Linked DNA regions of Triticum aestivum: region 2 is linked to region 1. Evidence: chromatin contacts called from public Hi-C data. All regions are on one chromosome and are shown on one strand. The core of a region is the stretch at or near the end of the contact, and the rest is flanking DNA. Distances in the headings are between cores, read along the strand shown.

Region 1 (2,700 bases), core at 135-2,634:
CCCATCCGCCCATTAACGCAATGTTAATGGATCATCTTATCCTAACGTGCTGGCTAACACGCAAGGAGAAGAAGGAGAAGGAAAGACGCGAGCCCTAATCAAGCTTATCCTGCTAATTACGTACGGCCGATCCCCGCTGATCATGTCGCGGTTATTACTGCCATGCACATGCGGGGGAGAAGAAAAAGGAAGGCATTTATTCGGTGTTTTTTTTTCACTGTTGCTCACCTCTCTGCGGCGACGGCCGCGGCGGGCCCATAGACGCAATGTTGCAGTTGGCGCGCCGGCCGGCGATCATCGGGTTCGGGTTCTGCACCGCCTGCTGCGCCGACTCCGGGTCCCGGAACGTCACCTGCACACACAGAGAAGAGAAGATGGGAACCCGCCCGATGAGGACAACGGACGGATCGCCGGCGATGGCGTATGTATCGGCGAGAGGGAGGGAGAGGGGGGAGGGAGGAGGACGTACGAATCCGTAGCCCTTGGATCGGCCCGTCTCGCGATCGGTGATGACGACCGCCTCGAGTATCTCGCCGTACTCCCGAAAGTGGTCGTGCAGCCCCGCGGACGGCGTCTCCCAGGCCAGCCCGCCAACGAACACCTTGGTCAGCGTGGTGTCGCCGAACCGCGACCGGTGGTACGGCACGCCGCCGCCTCCTCCTCCTCCACCTCCACCCGGCGCCTGGGTCGGCGACGAGGCGCCGCCAGCCGGGGACGACGACGATGCCGCCGCCGTCGCCGCCATCTCTTCCAACTGTAGCTTGCTAGGACGCAACCCGCGAACGCGCAGCCGAGTCGACCCTCGTTCCTCCGCTTCTCCTCGCTGTTTGGGTCTTGGGGAGGACCCAAATATTGCTGGGATCAAACTATTACACGGATAGCTGAGCTAACCTGGACTCTGCAGGAGACTTTACCCGATTGGTCCGTCCGCGGTCAGCCTAGCACTGGTTTTGGCCGGGCCGGTTTGGTCCGATCCGGAAGGCTCTCTTGCACAAACACCTCCCGGCTATCTCTCTTAATCGCTCGATCCGGGTGGAAAGCTGCTCTTCCATAACCCAGCCGCTGCGCCTCGGAAGAGATGGGGGAGGGGAAGGATATCACAACTGGGAGGGGAGGGAAGGGGGCGGCCGTGCGCTGGACGAGAGGGTTCCGGGGTGGGATGACAGCTGCATGACCCTTTTCTAGCCCTCGTTTCCAATGGCTCCCTCCTGGTTGTATTCCATTGCGTTCAAATTCAATTCTTTTTCTCGATAGAGAGATAGAGGCGCTGGAGTCGTATCATCATCGTAGCGCCAGCCACCTTCCCCCACTTGGGCGATTCGCGCTGCCCCGACCTGTCCCTCTCGCGCCTCTCGGCCGATCGATCGATCCAGGCAACAACGGAGTAGTACTACGCCTACTGATTAGCGCGCCAAGCGGCGGCACGTCTGCTGCTACGGGCGCGCGCGTGTGGTGCGCGAGCTAGGTGCACCACCTCTTGGGTTGCGGTTGCTTGCGGGCTTGCTTCTCTCCTCCGGCTTGCCCGCGTCGGACACGCCACTTTTATTTTCGCCTCGTGCGGAAAGGCCCCACACGCTAGCGCCATCGGACGGTACTGCGGCGAGATTGGCCGGGGGGAGGAACCAACGCCGACCGTGCGTGCCTACTTAGCTGTACTACTAGCTACGCATTGGTTTGCTATAATGGGAGTCTAGCTGATTAAACACTAGTAATAAAAGCGCGGTGATGTATACGGAATATGTACTCGGGGTTACGTATACGCGTACGTGTACCGGTCGTCATTTGTTGGCTATATGTATATGATAATTAGTGGGAAGGGAATTTGTGTGGAAAGAGCAACCAGGAGCGAGCTGTCGTGGATATCACTAGGGGGGTTGTCCATGCATCGTTGGCGACTCTTCTGGCGTTGACCGTGGAGATGGTCGTTTCTCTCCGGCTGGCAGGGCGGGGAGGAAGGTACGTCGTTAGTTAGTCGTTATTATCCACGAGACGAGATTAGCAGCGAGCCATCGGGGCGATGTCAGTGGCGCTTCCGTCCGCTGCGCTAGCTGGTGCATTGCTGCCGTGGACGCCATTAAGAGATTATCAAGGGGCGTTCGCCTTGGCCTCTCGGCCAAACCTTGATCCACTGTGGCTGCTCTAAGACAAATGTGTAAAATTCCTACTTCTATACTACTCCCTTCGTCCCGTGATGTAAAGATGTTTTTACAAGCTTAGTCTTATATTATTGGATGGAGGAAGTAGTACTAGTTTGTATGTCGGTTTGTGAGGAAAATGTCCTAATAGGATCAGTGAAATCCCATTTGAGAGCTTATGCAAAGGTTTTTGGTTTGAATAAAAAAAAGTTCTTGGTTCGGTATATATATTCCAGCTGAGAGCTTATGAAATTCCACCTGCAATCTCTTCACACTTGTTCTATGCCACATCACTAAAAAATTCCTATGCAGCAATTATTACCACAACTATTGAAGATGCTCTAGACGGCCAAAGTACCTCCTCAGGGTCGTTCTACAAAAAAAAAAGTTGCACAGAAATATTGTAGTCAACGTTAGGTGTTGCACATTTCTGGACACTTCGCCGCATAATTTTGAAACAAGTATCTAGACAGCATATGAAAAATCCAGGCCCAAAAAGAATTTCTAGTGGCAAATCGCCAAGAATCTTTGAGTCGGGAGTAGCCCCTTGAGGCTACACCATCTT
Region 2 (2,700 bases), core at 102-2,601, 430 kb after region 1:
TGATTATGACACCATGGATATATGAGGGGAAATATATCTTCTGAAAGCTTGGAGTCGTCCGTTGATAACATAACAGTTTAGGAGGTGCCAGGTTTGGTGAGGGCTGGGTAGCTATGCTGTCTATTATGTGGAGTCCAGTTAACAACACAAACAATTAATATCACTGTGAAGAAGTGAAGATACTGGCATACTGAACATATATAATAGTTAGCAGCATTTACTTGTTGCGGCCTGTATGTGCCAAATGATATTGTTAAATATTACAGTGGGGATTTAGGACTGTAGGACAGGAAGTGAATAACTCCTCTTTGATAATACTCCATCCGTATCAAAATATAAGACGTTTTTTGATACTTCCTTTGTATCAAAAAGCGTCTTGTGTTTTGATAGATAGGGAGTAGTAAGCAGTGCATCGACTTGCTGTGGTCCGTATGTGCCAATGATATTGTTAAATTCCAATGCGGTGAGAACAGGGGACATTTAAAAAACTGAATTCTGAACAACGAGACAACGTGAATCCGAAGAACAGAGCAAAAGAAAGGAGACCCTTCTTCCTCCGCAACAGCAGCAACAAGCTGAAAGAACTCAAGCCCTTTCGCAAAGCTCTTCACCTTCCATGCCCTGTGCAACTTCAGAATGTCACCCTCATTTTTCACCTCCCAGCCAGTCACCTGTTTTCAAGGGAGGTCAGTCAACATAACCGGTCTTAATCAAGTTTTTTTTTTTACTATAGCAAAGCATGGGAAGAAAAGAAAACCTGCTCTAGCAACGTTTTAGCAGAATCTTCTGACATGGCCTGTAAATCCTTTGAATTGCATGAGACACAGCTCCTTTTTGATAATTCTGCAAAGAAAAAAAACGCATGCTTTTTTTACAGGACTGCATGGTGATCAGTGGCCTCAAGCTCAGAAGCACGCATCAGGGGATGGCCTAGTGATGATACGACAACAGAGAGACACGGATTCGTAAGCAGGAACGGAGAAAAACGAACGGGGGTGCAGTTCAGGAGCCAGCCAGGAGGCCTAGATCGAGAGAGATTTAGAAAACGAACGGGGCTGCGGCGGCGGCGCGCGCTCACCGACTTCAGCCGCGGCCTCGTCCCCCGTCGCCTGCGAGGCGGAGCGGCCAGTGGGGGCGGACGCGCTGGGTGCCGCCTGGTCGCGGAGTAGGGTACGCCCCTCCATCCCTAAGCTTCGGCCTTCGGGGAGACAGCGGCGCAGTGCCGTGGGGAGTCCAGGTGAAGCTTCTATGTTCAGACTCTTTTTTTGTTTGAGACACGTGTTCAGAGATGAGGGAACGGATGCGTCTACTAGGCACGGAAACGGGGAGAGGTGAAGTACTCTTTCATGCATGTTTTACGGAAACACATTCCACAGGGCCAGACACCTCTTCCCTCCCGTCCCGACTCTCCCTTCGCCCCGCACAGTTCTGGCCCTAAACCAACCCCTGAACCCTCCCAATTCCCAAATCTAGTCGCCGAGGGAAGCTCGCCGCATCCCTCCCCGGAGACCCCAATGGAGGAAGGCAACGGGGCGCAGCCGCCGCCCTTGCCTCCGCCCGACGCGCCCGAAGCCGAGGGGCATCTAGCTCTCGTCCCCATGGACCAGGACGCCGCCGCGGAGCCCATGGAGGACGGCGCGGCCGGGGGAGACGCCGCGGAGCCCATGGAGGAGGACGCGCCCACGTCCTCCCCGACCCCGTCCGCCCCCTCCGCCACCGCGGCCGTCGACGACTCCACCGTCGCGCGGAAGCGCCGCCGCCGCAAGAAGCAGTTCCCCGGCATGATCCCCACGGCCGGCGTCCGCGTCCTCCGCGCATCCTCCTCGTCGGGGGCCACCGCGGCGCACCTCGCCGGCATCCCGCGCCGCCGCGGCCGCCCGCCGACCAACTCCTCCCTCCGCCTGGCGCGGGAGCTGGATTCCGAGGCCACCATCGCGCTCGCCGCGGGGTTCCCCGCGGATACCCTCTCCGAGGACGAGGTCGCCGCCGCCGTCATCCCGCTCATAGGTGGCGCCGACCAGGCCAACTACCTCGTCGTGCGCAACCATATTCTCGCGCTGTGGCGCTCTAATCCCCTCTCCCCCGTCGCGGCCAACGCCGCGCTCGCATCCATCCGCGCCGAGCATGCGCCCCTCGTCGCCGCCGCACACTCCTTCCTATCGGACCATGCCTACATCAATTTCGGCCTCGCCCCCTCCATTGTCTCCCTACCACCAATCCCCCCTCCCTCCCATCCTCCCCCTTCTGTCCTCATCGTGGGTGCTGGCTTTGCTGGCCTCGCCGCCGCACGCCACCTTATGTCCCTTGGCTTCAAGGTTGCCATCGTCGAAGGCCGACTCCGCCCAGGTGGCCGTGTGTTTACTAAGACAATGCGGTCCTCTGCAGCAGACTATCCTGACATTGCTGCTTCTGCTGATCTGGGAGGCAGTGTGCTCACTGGTATTAATGGGAACCCCCTTGGTGTCATAGCACGGCAGCTTGGGTTCCCACTTCACAAGGTGCGGGACAAGTGCCCGCTGTATCTTCCGGATGGCCGCCCAGTTGACCCTGACATGGATGGTCGTGTTGAAGCTGCCTTTAACCAGCTTCTTGACAAGGTTTGCCAGCTGAGGCAGGTTATCGCAGATAGTGTCCCACACGGTGTGGATGTGTCACTTGGCATGGCACTCGAGGCATTCCGGGCAGCGCATGGTGTTGCCG

The links. Hi-C and Micro-C count contacts between places; a contact is called where the count stands out from the background.
Region 2: a contact with region 1 is called in a Hi-C map of leaf, with 5 times the contacts expected there. The contact joins the promoter of LOC123145589 here to the promoter of LOC123145586 in region 1. A contact is called at or near these places in 4 of 5 Hi-C or Micro-C datasets (leaf and root) and 1 of 1 datasets of contacts at active chromatin or transcription factors (leaf).

The regions. Positions count from the first base shown.
Region 1 is chr6D:429,522,605-429,525,304 of IWGSC CS RefSeq v2.1, forward strand. LOC123145586 (probable RNA-binding protein ARP1) reads right to left here and starts at 1,385. Exons shown (of 8, transcript XM_044565047.1): 1 at 915-1,385; 2 at 470-823; 3 at 229-352. The coding sequence starts at 745.
Region 2 is chr6D:429,950,740-429,953,439 of IWGSC CS RefSeq v2.1, forward strand. It overlaps LOC123145589 (pterin-4-alpha-carbinolamine dehydratase 2, mitochondrial), which reads right to left and starts at 1,352. Exons shown (of 7, transcript XM_044565050.1): 1 at 1,052-1,352; 2 at 758-843; 3 at 547-671. The coding sequence starts at 1,352. LOC123145588 (lysine-specific histone demethylase 1 homolog 1) reads left to right here and starts at 1,365. Exons shown (of 1, transcript XM_044565048.1): 1 at 1,365-2,700. The coding sequence starts at 1,515.